3 separate regions of the Mus musculus genome follow, and all the other regions are linked to region 3. Evidence: chromatin contacts called from public HiChIP or PLAC-seq data. All regions are on one chromosome and are shown on one strand. Each heading gives the region's core, a stretch centred on a gene start, on an enhancer-like site or on the middle of the called end of the contact. The rest is flanking DNA. Distances are from core to core; before and after follow the strand shown.

What was found. HiChIP or PLAC-seq counts read pairs in DNA pulled down with a chosen protein or histone mark.
Region 1: an H3K4me3 HiChIP or PLAC-seq map of intestinal villus epithelium shows a contact between it and region 3, with 8 read pairs. The contact joins the enhancer-like site here to the promoter of Ovol2 in region 3. A contact is called at or near these places in 1 of 15 datasets of contacts at CTCF or cohesin (embryonic stem cells), 6 of 484 Hi-C or Micro-C datasets (brain, embryonic stem cells, nephron progenitors and 2 more), 5 of 115 datasets of contacts at active chromatin or transcription factors (embryonic stem cells and intestinal villus epithelium) and 2 of 9 other capture datasets (adipose tissue and pancreatic islet).
Region 2: a contact with region 3 is called in an H3K4me3 HiChIP or PLAC-seq map of embryonic stem cells, with 38 read pairs. The contact joins the enhancer-like site here to the promoter of Ovol2 in region 3. A contact is called at or near these places in 3 of 484 Hi-C or Micro-C datasets (the HPC-7 cell line, embryonic stem cells and nephron progenitors), 3 of 115 datasets of contacts at active chromatin or transcription factors (all in embryonic stem cells) and 3 of 9 other capture datasets (adipose tissue, liver and pancreatic islet).

Annotation. Positions count from the first base shown.
Region 1 is chr2:144,428,356-144,431,055 of GRCm38.p6, forward strand. No RefSeq gene overlaps it. Among named protein-coding and RNA genes, the nearest start is that of Gm46768, 9.5 kb to the left of the region's middle. Within about 2 kb of position 1,411, at least 21 of the 459 cell types and tissues checked have an H3K27ac peak or open chromatin away from gene starts, as enhancers often do. A contact at or near this core is called in adipose tissue, intestinal villus epithelium and trophoblast stem cells, where this site is marked.
Region 2 is chr2:144,398,310-144,401,009 of GRCm38.p6, forward strand. Kat14 (lysine acetyltransferase 14) reads left to right here. Exons shown (of 11, transcript NM_181417.3): 8 at 2,377-2,513. Among named protein-coding and RNA genes, the nearest start is that of Gm46768, 21 kb to the right of the region's middle. Within about 2 kb of position 1,257, at least 12 of the 459 cell types and tissues checked have an H3K27ac peak or open chromatin away from gene starts, as enhancers often do. A contact at or near this core is called in embryonic stem cells, where this site is marked.
Region 3 is chr2:144,330,660-144,333,359 of GRCm38.p6, forward strand. It overlaps Ovol2 (ovo like zinc finger 2), which reads right to left and starts at 1,421. Exons shown (of 4, transcript NM_026924.3): 1 at 1,102-1,421; 2 at 245-462. The coding sequence starts at 1,201.

The DNA of each region.
Region 1 (2,700 bases), core at 161-2,660, 98 kb after region 3:
AGATCTAGCCTTATACCGTTCTCCCCGGGATTAGATGCTTGCAGGGTAATAGACGACTCACCACATACTAGCCATGTGGTCAATAGTCAGAGAGCAGTGGGAGATCGAAGGTAACTCAGTCAGGAACAGCAGAGATGGGGAGAAAGTTTGTTTATACTTTCCTGTTCTTCCCAAAGTCTGAGCTGCATGACTAGATCTCCTTTGTCCCCAGTTTTGCAGGGTGCTTGTGTGTGTGTGTGTGTGTGTGTGTGTGTGCGCGCGCGCGCGTGCGCGCGTGAACCCCTCCATGTTTATGAAGAAGGAACAAAAGCATGACACCCTTGCTGACTCAGTATTACCTGGTCTTTTAGTTTTCCAGGTTTGTACATATAGTCTTATCTCTTCGGATTACAAACTATCACACTTCTGGGGTTCAGTGTATACAACGCCTTGTTCTAAACAACAAACCAGTGCAGGGCTGTGGCTGAAGCTAGGTGGCAGAGTGCTTGCTTAGCCAGGGTGAGGCTGGGTGCCACCCTAACACTGAAAACGGAGGCAGTGCAGAGCCTAGTGCACGTGAATTATGCTTCTCGGAATCATTACTTCCCCTGTTCCGCTTGTGGTGCGTCTATATGCATGTTTATGTATATGAGCAGATGTGCAGATCATAGGTTGAGGCCAGGTATCTCCCGTTATCACTAACTTGTCTTGTGAGACAAATTCTGCCTTTGAACCTGGAGCTCATAGATTAACTAGAATGGCTGCCTTGAAAGCTCCAGGGTTGTGCTTATTTCTGTGTGTGTCTGTCTGTGTGTCTGTCTGAACATGTGCACGCGCGCGCACGCACACACACACACACACACACACACACACAGATCAGAACTCTTGGTCCTCGTTCTTACCCATCAGACACCTACGTCCACATGCTGCGTTGACTATACAGCTGCCTTTGGCCTGACCTTGGATGGACGCTGGGGAGCTGACCCAGAGAAGCCCCATTCATTTGTTACTAGGGCCCAGCTGGTGAGCAGGAAGTAGAGAAAAAGCAGACTTCTCCTTGCTGTGTAATCTCTTCTGAGTCTTCTGAGACAGGACCAAAGTTCAGGAGCCCAGAAGGCTTTGCATATCACTGTGATTATGAAATTGCAACCAATAGTTAGCAAGGGATTTATCTGTCCAACATCCATAAACCAACTGAAAAGAACAGATTTTGCCTACATCTAACTTGAGTGTGAGTTTCAGAGAAAACTGTTTACTAAAACTGCATTAAATAAACTTGTATTATGTTTCTTGTTGTTTATTTTATAGTTTTTAAAGACAGTGTCTTACTATGTAGCCCATGCTGGTTCTGAATTTACGATCCTCTGTCCTCTGCCTCTCAAGTGCTGGGATTTACAGCCACCATCACCACACTCAGACTGCTGTGTGTTGTTGGTCTATAAAACAGTCACACTGTTCTAATGGGGATATGTGGCTAAAGCCACATGAGCAGTTGTGCCTGTCACCCACTGCAAGAAGTTCCCCGAGAGAGGCAGGTGCCGGTAGAGACTCTCCTCTTCTCTGCTTCCTGAGCCTCATGCAGCTGCGGTTTAATGCACTCAGAGGGGTGGATGCCCTTTCCCAACTACCCAGAATTGCCAACGGGTAGTGAGTGTTGGCACTACTGATGGTGTGTGCGTGTCCGCACAAGTATGTGTGCCAAATTTATGCATATACATAAGTGAGTATATTGTATTGTATGGTTGGAAGGTGTTAAATTCTGATATAATAAAGGGATTTTCATGATTTATGACTGCTCAAAACACTACCACAGAATGGCTCAAATCTATTTTTTAAGTCTGATGTGTTTATCAAACGTCTAAGACTCTACCGTCCCAGAAACCTACTTAACACTATTCAAATATCCTTTGGCAGCATCCTGGGCCTTTCAAATACCCATCTGCACACACACACACTTGGTAACTTATGCTGTGGATGGCTCACTATTCTCTTTGTTTTCTGAGTTTATAATAATATTCTTTCTATTGTTGCACTGAGATGAGCATGACATACAGTTTGCCTCTTAAATAATTTTTCCGTGGATGGTTTAGTTTCGTTCACAGTATGGCGCAGCCGTCAGCACTACCTAACTCAATACCTCTCCTCACCCCAAAGTGAATTTCTCTCTTAAACAGTACTTTTCTGAGCCCTCCTCCCACCGTGGCCCCGGACACTACCACTCTACTGTTTAGTTGTGGCCAAGTGAGGTCCCCTGTTGGAATCACTACTTTTCTCCCTGCTGGGACAGAACACATGGCAGAGCCACCTTTAAACAAAGAATGGTTTATTCTGGCTGAAAGTTTGTGAAGGCAAGGTCCACGGCGGGGAAGAAAGGAGGCACCTGGTCACGATAGTCCTGTAATCAGGAAACAGAAAGGACAAGAAGAGGGGACAGGCTTCTGGTCCTCCGGTTCTGTGCCCAGAGCCCCCCAGCTGTGCCTCACCGCCTAAGCCTTCCACAGCCTTCCAAATCAGCACCAGCATCTGGGACTGAAAGCTTAACCTCACGAGCCCATAGGGCACCATTTGCATTCTAAACACAATTTAGAGTTGCCCTTGATTCACTTGGTATACCATCCTCTTCCTCTCGGGGTTCATCCATGTTCTTTATGTCAGAATTGCGTTCTTTGAGGGGTTGAGTAATACCGTGTGTCTGCACCAAACATTCGCTACCCATTCTCC
Region 2 (2,700 bases), core at 7-2,506, 67 kb after region 3:
GTTCTAGCCAGCTTTTCCTTCTAGGCTTTTCCTCAGCCTGCATTAGTAAAGAAGCACACTTAACGCTGTCACATGTCACTTGACTTTGAAGCTGTTTTTTCTCCACCACTCTGCGATTTGGTAAATTGAGTAGTACGAGCCAGGCACTATTCTAACTGGGATGCCAATGCTAGGTAGGTTTCTGTCCTCTGCAGCTGACATTCTCAAACAGGGAAGTGACAGGGTTAGCTCACTAAGCTAAGATGCACTTACTGAGGGCGTGTGTGTGTGTGTGTGTGTGTGTGTGTGTGTGTATGTGTGTCACAGAAGGACTGCTGTGTTCCTGGGAATTAAAACCAGCCTCTGAGGGAGGTAACCTTGCAAGAAGTGCTGACAAGGAAATGCCAGGAGGAAGAAAACTGGATGGAAGGCCAGACCCAGGCCCTGAGGCATGAGAAAGACTGGTAGCTGTGATGGGAACATCCTGACGACACAGGAGTGTGGTTCTAGGAGGAGAGGCCAGAGTGTGACAGAGTCAGGTCTTGCAAGTTCCCTGTAAGGCACAGTTGAGGACTTTGAAATGTACTCTGTACATACAGTGGGAAACCATATAGGAATTGTGAACCAGGGGGCATGAGTTGATGCTTGCTTTTTAAATAGAGTCTTACTGTGTAGCCCTGACTGGACTAAATCTTACTTTGTAGACCAAGCTGGCTCTGAACTCACAGAGATCTGCATGTCTTTGCCTCCCAAGTGCTGGGATTAAAGGTGTGTTGCCACTATGCCTAGTTAGTTTATTTTTAAAAGAAGTGTTGTGGCCTCTATGTGGAGACTGGATGGTGTGGGACAAGAATGGGCCAAGAGGAGGCAGTGATGGTGGTCCAGGCTTGGTGGACCGTGTTTTGGAGAAGAGTAGAAGTTGCAGAGGTTAGCGGAACTTTGTCACATCCATGAGATTCTACAGGACTCACATGAGACTGTTAAGGGGGAGAAATTGTTCTGTGGACTGATGGAGCTACAAATTATCTGGCATGGCATTGAAAGCCACCCCCAAACTTGGTGACTTGATGTAATGAGTACTAAATATGTCTTGAACTTCTGCCTCTGCCTGGCCTCAGCAGAGTGGCTCTTTTACTTTGTGAGTCTTTGGGGTCTTGGTTTCATGGGGCCTGTGGTCATCCACTGGCCTAGTTGGAGCCACCTGGAAGCTACATGTGCATTGTGCATGGGGTGGAAAACTTGGGCTTGAAGCGCCAGGCATTGCTTCTGCCACTCTGATTGGTCAAAGTTCTTTACAGCCATTATACCTGCAAGGGTGGGGGGTGTTGCTAGTGGCTGTGTTTGGAAACTGCTTGCGCAGCTTTGAAGATTGCTTTGAAATTCACTTGAAGCCTTGGAAGAATTTCAAAGCTGGCTTTTGAGGAGTTTGGTGTCCAGGCTAGAGAATTCTGGAAACAAATTACAAAGGAAGAAACCTTGCTCTTTTCAACAAGTTATTTTCCAGGCTAAGAGCAAACTGACTCTAAAAGACAACTCGGTTTCTAAGCTTCACCTTGACACTCCCTTTGTGAAGGTCTTTTCATCTTTGTTGGAGTTCTTTGCTGTTACAGCCATAATTGCGGTGTTCTGTTGCTACATGACCTAGGGCCTCAGTTAGCAGTCCTCAGAAGAGAGCAGCACACGAGCATTGTGGCCAGTTCCTCTCTGGAGCTTCCAAACCAAGCATGTGAAACCCAGGAGTTCTGTCCCAACTCCTGCCCAGCTAAGGCCACATCTATGCCTCGTCTCTGCTGGGTGGTGCCTCCTTCCTGTGCTGACAAGTCTAGGGCTAGTAATCAATATCACTCCAGTGTTTGCCATGTTTACTTGCTGTAAAGAGTACACAGTCGCCGGGCATGGTGGTGCACACCTTTAGTCCCAGCCCTTGGGAGGCAGAGACAGGCGGATTTCTGAGTTCGAGACCAGCCCGGTCTACAGAGTGAGTTCTAGGACAGCCAGGGCTTTACAGAGAAACCCTGTCTCAAAAAACCAAAAACAAAAACCAACCAGCCAAACAAACAAACAAAAAAACCAGATTGGCATTCCTTAATGGTCCCAGAATAAGAATATTATAATAAAAGCTTTAAAAAAAAAAAAAAAAAAGAGTACACAGTCAAGGGGGTGGGGCATTGGGCCTGTTGGTTGTTAACCATAATATAACAACATAAGGTTGCATAATAAATAGTAAATAGCCCACGTATGTTAGCCTTTTTTTTCCCCAGACCTGTCAAAACTTTACCTTTCCAATTAGGTGATCCAAAAAGACCTACTCCTGACACTCAGAAAGATCATTAGATGTAAAAGACAACCATTCTTGGATAGTTTTTTATTTTTATATAAACCGTTTTCTTCTCACAGACTGCCTTACCAGCCAGGAAAGGATTCCGGCACCAGACCACGAGATTTTTGTATCGTTTGGTGGGATCAGAAGATCTGGCTGTGGACCAAAGTATTATCAGCCCTTATACTTCTCGGATCTTGAAACCTTATATCAGGTAACCATGATGTCAAGGGTGTCACGGGGAATGATGTTGGTTTCTATATTCATCCTTCAAGGGTAAATATAGCCTGACTTGGAGCAGGTTCAGGAAAGGACAGACAGGGTGGTCCTTTGAAAGAGGTAAAAAAAAAAACCAAGACTGAGTTAATCTCTTGCACATAATTATTCTTATACTTTTGGTT
Region 3 (2,700 bases), core at 171-2,670:
CAGACAGGGCCATCACCCTGGGTCTAGATCCGCTTAAGATGCTGGCGGCCCGGGCACTGTGGCGCAGGGGACAGGTCACTAGGAGCCTGGCTGCGGCTCAGGGGCAGGTGCAGGAGTGGCGGGCTAGTCCGCGGCGCCTGGGCTCCGGTGCGCGGGCGGGCGCGGCAGGGAGGGGCGCCGGGGCTCCCGAGCCGGACGCCAGGGCGTGGTGCAGGTGGCGGCGGGGGCAGAGTCGACACCCTACCTTGATTTTTGACCTGGCAACCGGGCGCTGCATCGCTGCCAGATGTCCATCGGTGCCTTGGGCGTCGTGAAGCTCTGGAGTTTCAGGCTCCGGCGCGCGCGGGGACGAGCTGCTTTCGGCCCCTCCGGGCTCCCCGGCGCTGCTGCTGCAGCCGCTGCTACTGCCGCCGTCGCTGCGGCAGTCTTCGGGCGGGTCGCGGAGCAGACAGCCCAGGCTCACTGCGGAGGGAGGGGGCCGCACCCCGACACTCAACCACACGCGGCGTCACGCCCGGGCGCCCACGGCAGTTTGACCTGCGGGCGGTGCCGCCGCCCCGCCCCGGACCTGGGCACCTCGCCAAGTGGGCGACGTCCCGAGGGTAGACGAGTCTACCCTAGCCATCCGCCCCTCGAACTAACTTAGGGTGTCGGGAGACGGGTTCTCAGGCCAACCCACGAAGCACCAGGGTCCAAGCGCCGCGGAGAAACCCGCGCGCCAAGTTTCCTCTCGCGCCCGTGGAGGCGGGTGTGCCCTCGTCTTGCCTCGCTCCCGAGGGGTTAGCGGACCTTCACGAGCGGTTTAGAGGACGTAGGGGGCAAGGGAACCCCGAGTGCCTTCCACCCACTTCCAGGCCACTTTGGCCCGCGCTGCAACCAACGGTCCTGCCGCCAGGCAATTTAGCCCTGTCTAGGGAGAGAGCACCGGGGGTCCCAGGTTTCCCAGCCTAGATCCTGGCTCCCCTCTCCCAACACCGCTGTGACCCCGACCGAGACGGAGTAGGGGTGGGAACCGCAGCCCTGATCCCGAGCAGGAGGGCCGCAGTCACCCTGCCCCCACCCGGGAGCCCCGCGCCCAGGCCCGGCCCCCGCGCTCCTCACCTGGGATGTAAGTGTCTGCCCTTTTGTCATCCGGGAGCTCATCCCAGCTGCGGACAGAGACTCCCGGGCTCCTCCTCTTCACCAAAAAGACTTTGGGCATGGTGGGATCCTCTCTTCCGACTGCGGCCCCCTCCTCCCGCTGCTCCCCGCTAGTGGCGGCGGTGGCGCCTGGGTCCCCCCGCTCCTGGAGTCCGGAGCCCACCTTCCCGCCTAGCCTGCCCTCTTCCTGCACCCCCCGCCGCGTTGCTCGGTACTCTCCCCCTCACTCCAGGTTACTCGCAGCCTCCGGGCTCGGCGACACCTATGCCTTAAATCGCGCGTGAGACCACGCCGGGGAAAAAGTTTCATAAGGTGGAATAGAAAAGGCACCAGGAAACTTGGGAGTGAGCATGCGCCCTGCAACATAACGGTGTCAACAAGCTCGCTACCTGTCCGACCGGTTCCGGCGGCCGGGGCTGCCTGATCCAGCCCTTCCTTAGGCATGAATGTTTGCAAAAGAATTTAACGTCTGATTCTTCCCCCCTCCTCTTTTTAAAAAAGGAAGAACATTTTTCAAATCAACCCTCTGCTTCATACCCCTATCACATGCACTTTATAGGATAAAGTCTTTAAAACAAGCCACAGGTTCTCTGCCCCATGCAGCCCGACTGGGAGCTGGGGTCTCCCACGAGTTGGCCCCCACCTCCGAAGTTGATTTGTCTCCATCAAGCAAGCCAGATATTAACTGTGAACCTTGTGGGGCTGTTCTAGGCTTTCTGGAATCTCGGTGGTCGGATGGGGGGAGGGTCCGCAGTATCCTTGTCAGGTAAAGGGAGGGGGGGTTGAGAACTTAAGGCTTCCTTCATCTAGAACACCCCTCAATAAAGCCTAAAAACACCACATCTTTGGAGCACGTCACTTTACTGATCTGTGCCACTCAATCTAAGAAAATAGGGCTTGTTCTACCAAAGCAGCTTTCACCCCGAAACCTTACAGTCTAGGAGTCCCTTGACTCAAGACAAAAGCTAATTGCATCTCATGTGAACGCAGATTTAAAGCGAATGTCTTGTCTTTTACCTTTCCCGTTATTGCCTCCCCTAACAACTGGACCCTTAAATTCGGAGGCAGGAAAATACTCATCCAGGAAGCCCGGGATTGAAAATTGATACAACCTCTCCCCTCCTCCGCCTGCGAAGACCGCAGAAGAGCTTTGAGCTTTTTGTTTTTATTTGTTTCCTATTTACCTTTATTCCTGGAGGGAAGTGTGTGTGTGTGGGGGGGGGGGGATCTGATAAAAGATACTAAGTCTCAAGGGGCGGCCTGCTCGCTTTGGGTACGCTGATGCCCCTATACCACAGCTTTGTTGCTCAACAACCCGCCCAGCTATCGTTGTAGGAACCCGGCTTCGCTGGGTGAGCAGGCGAGTGCTCACTGCTGGAGGTTGTCTGGGCGCGTCTGGCCAGGGGTGCTCAGGTGTCTGCGGTTCAGAGAAGCGCCAGTCTCACCTGCCTATAACAGGACTAGAGGCGCTCCTGGCCACAGCGACCCGGGGAATCCACACAGAGGCTGTCCCTGCCTTCTTCCGCCTTGGAATGGCCTTTAGGGATACAGCAGCCTGGT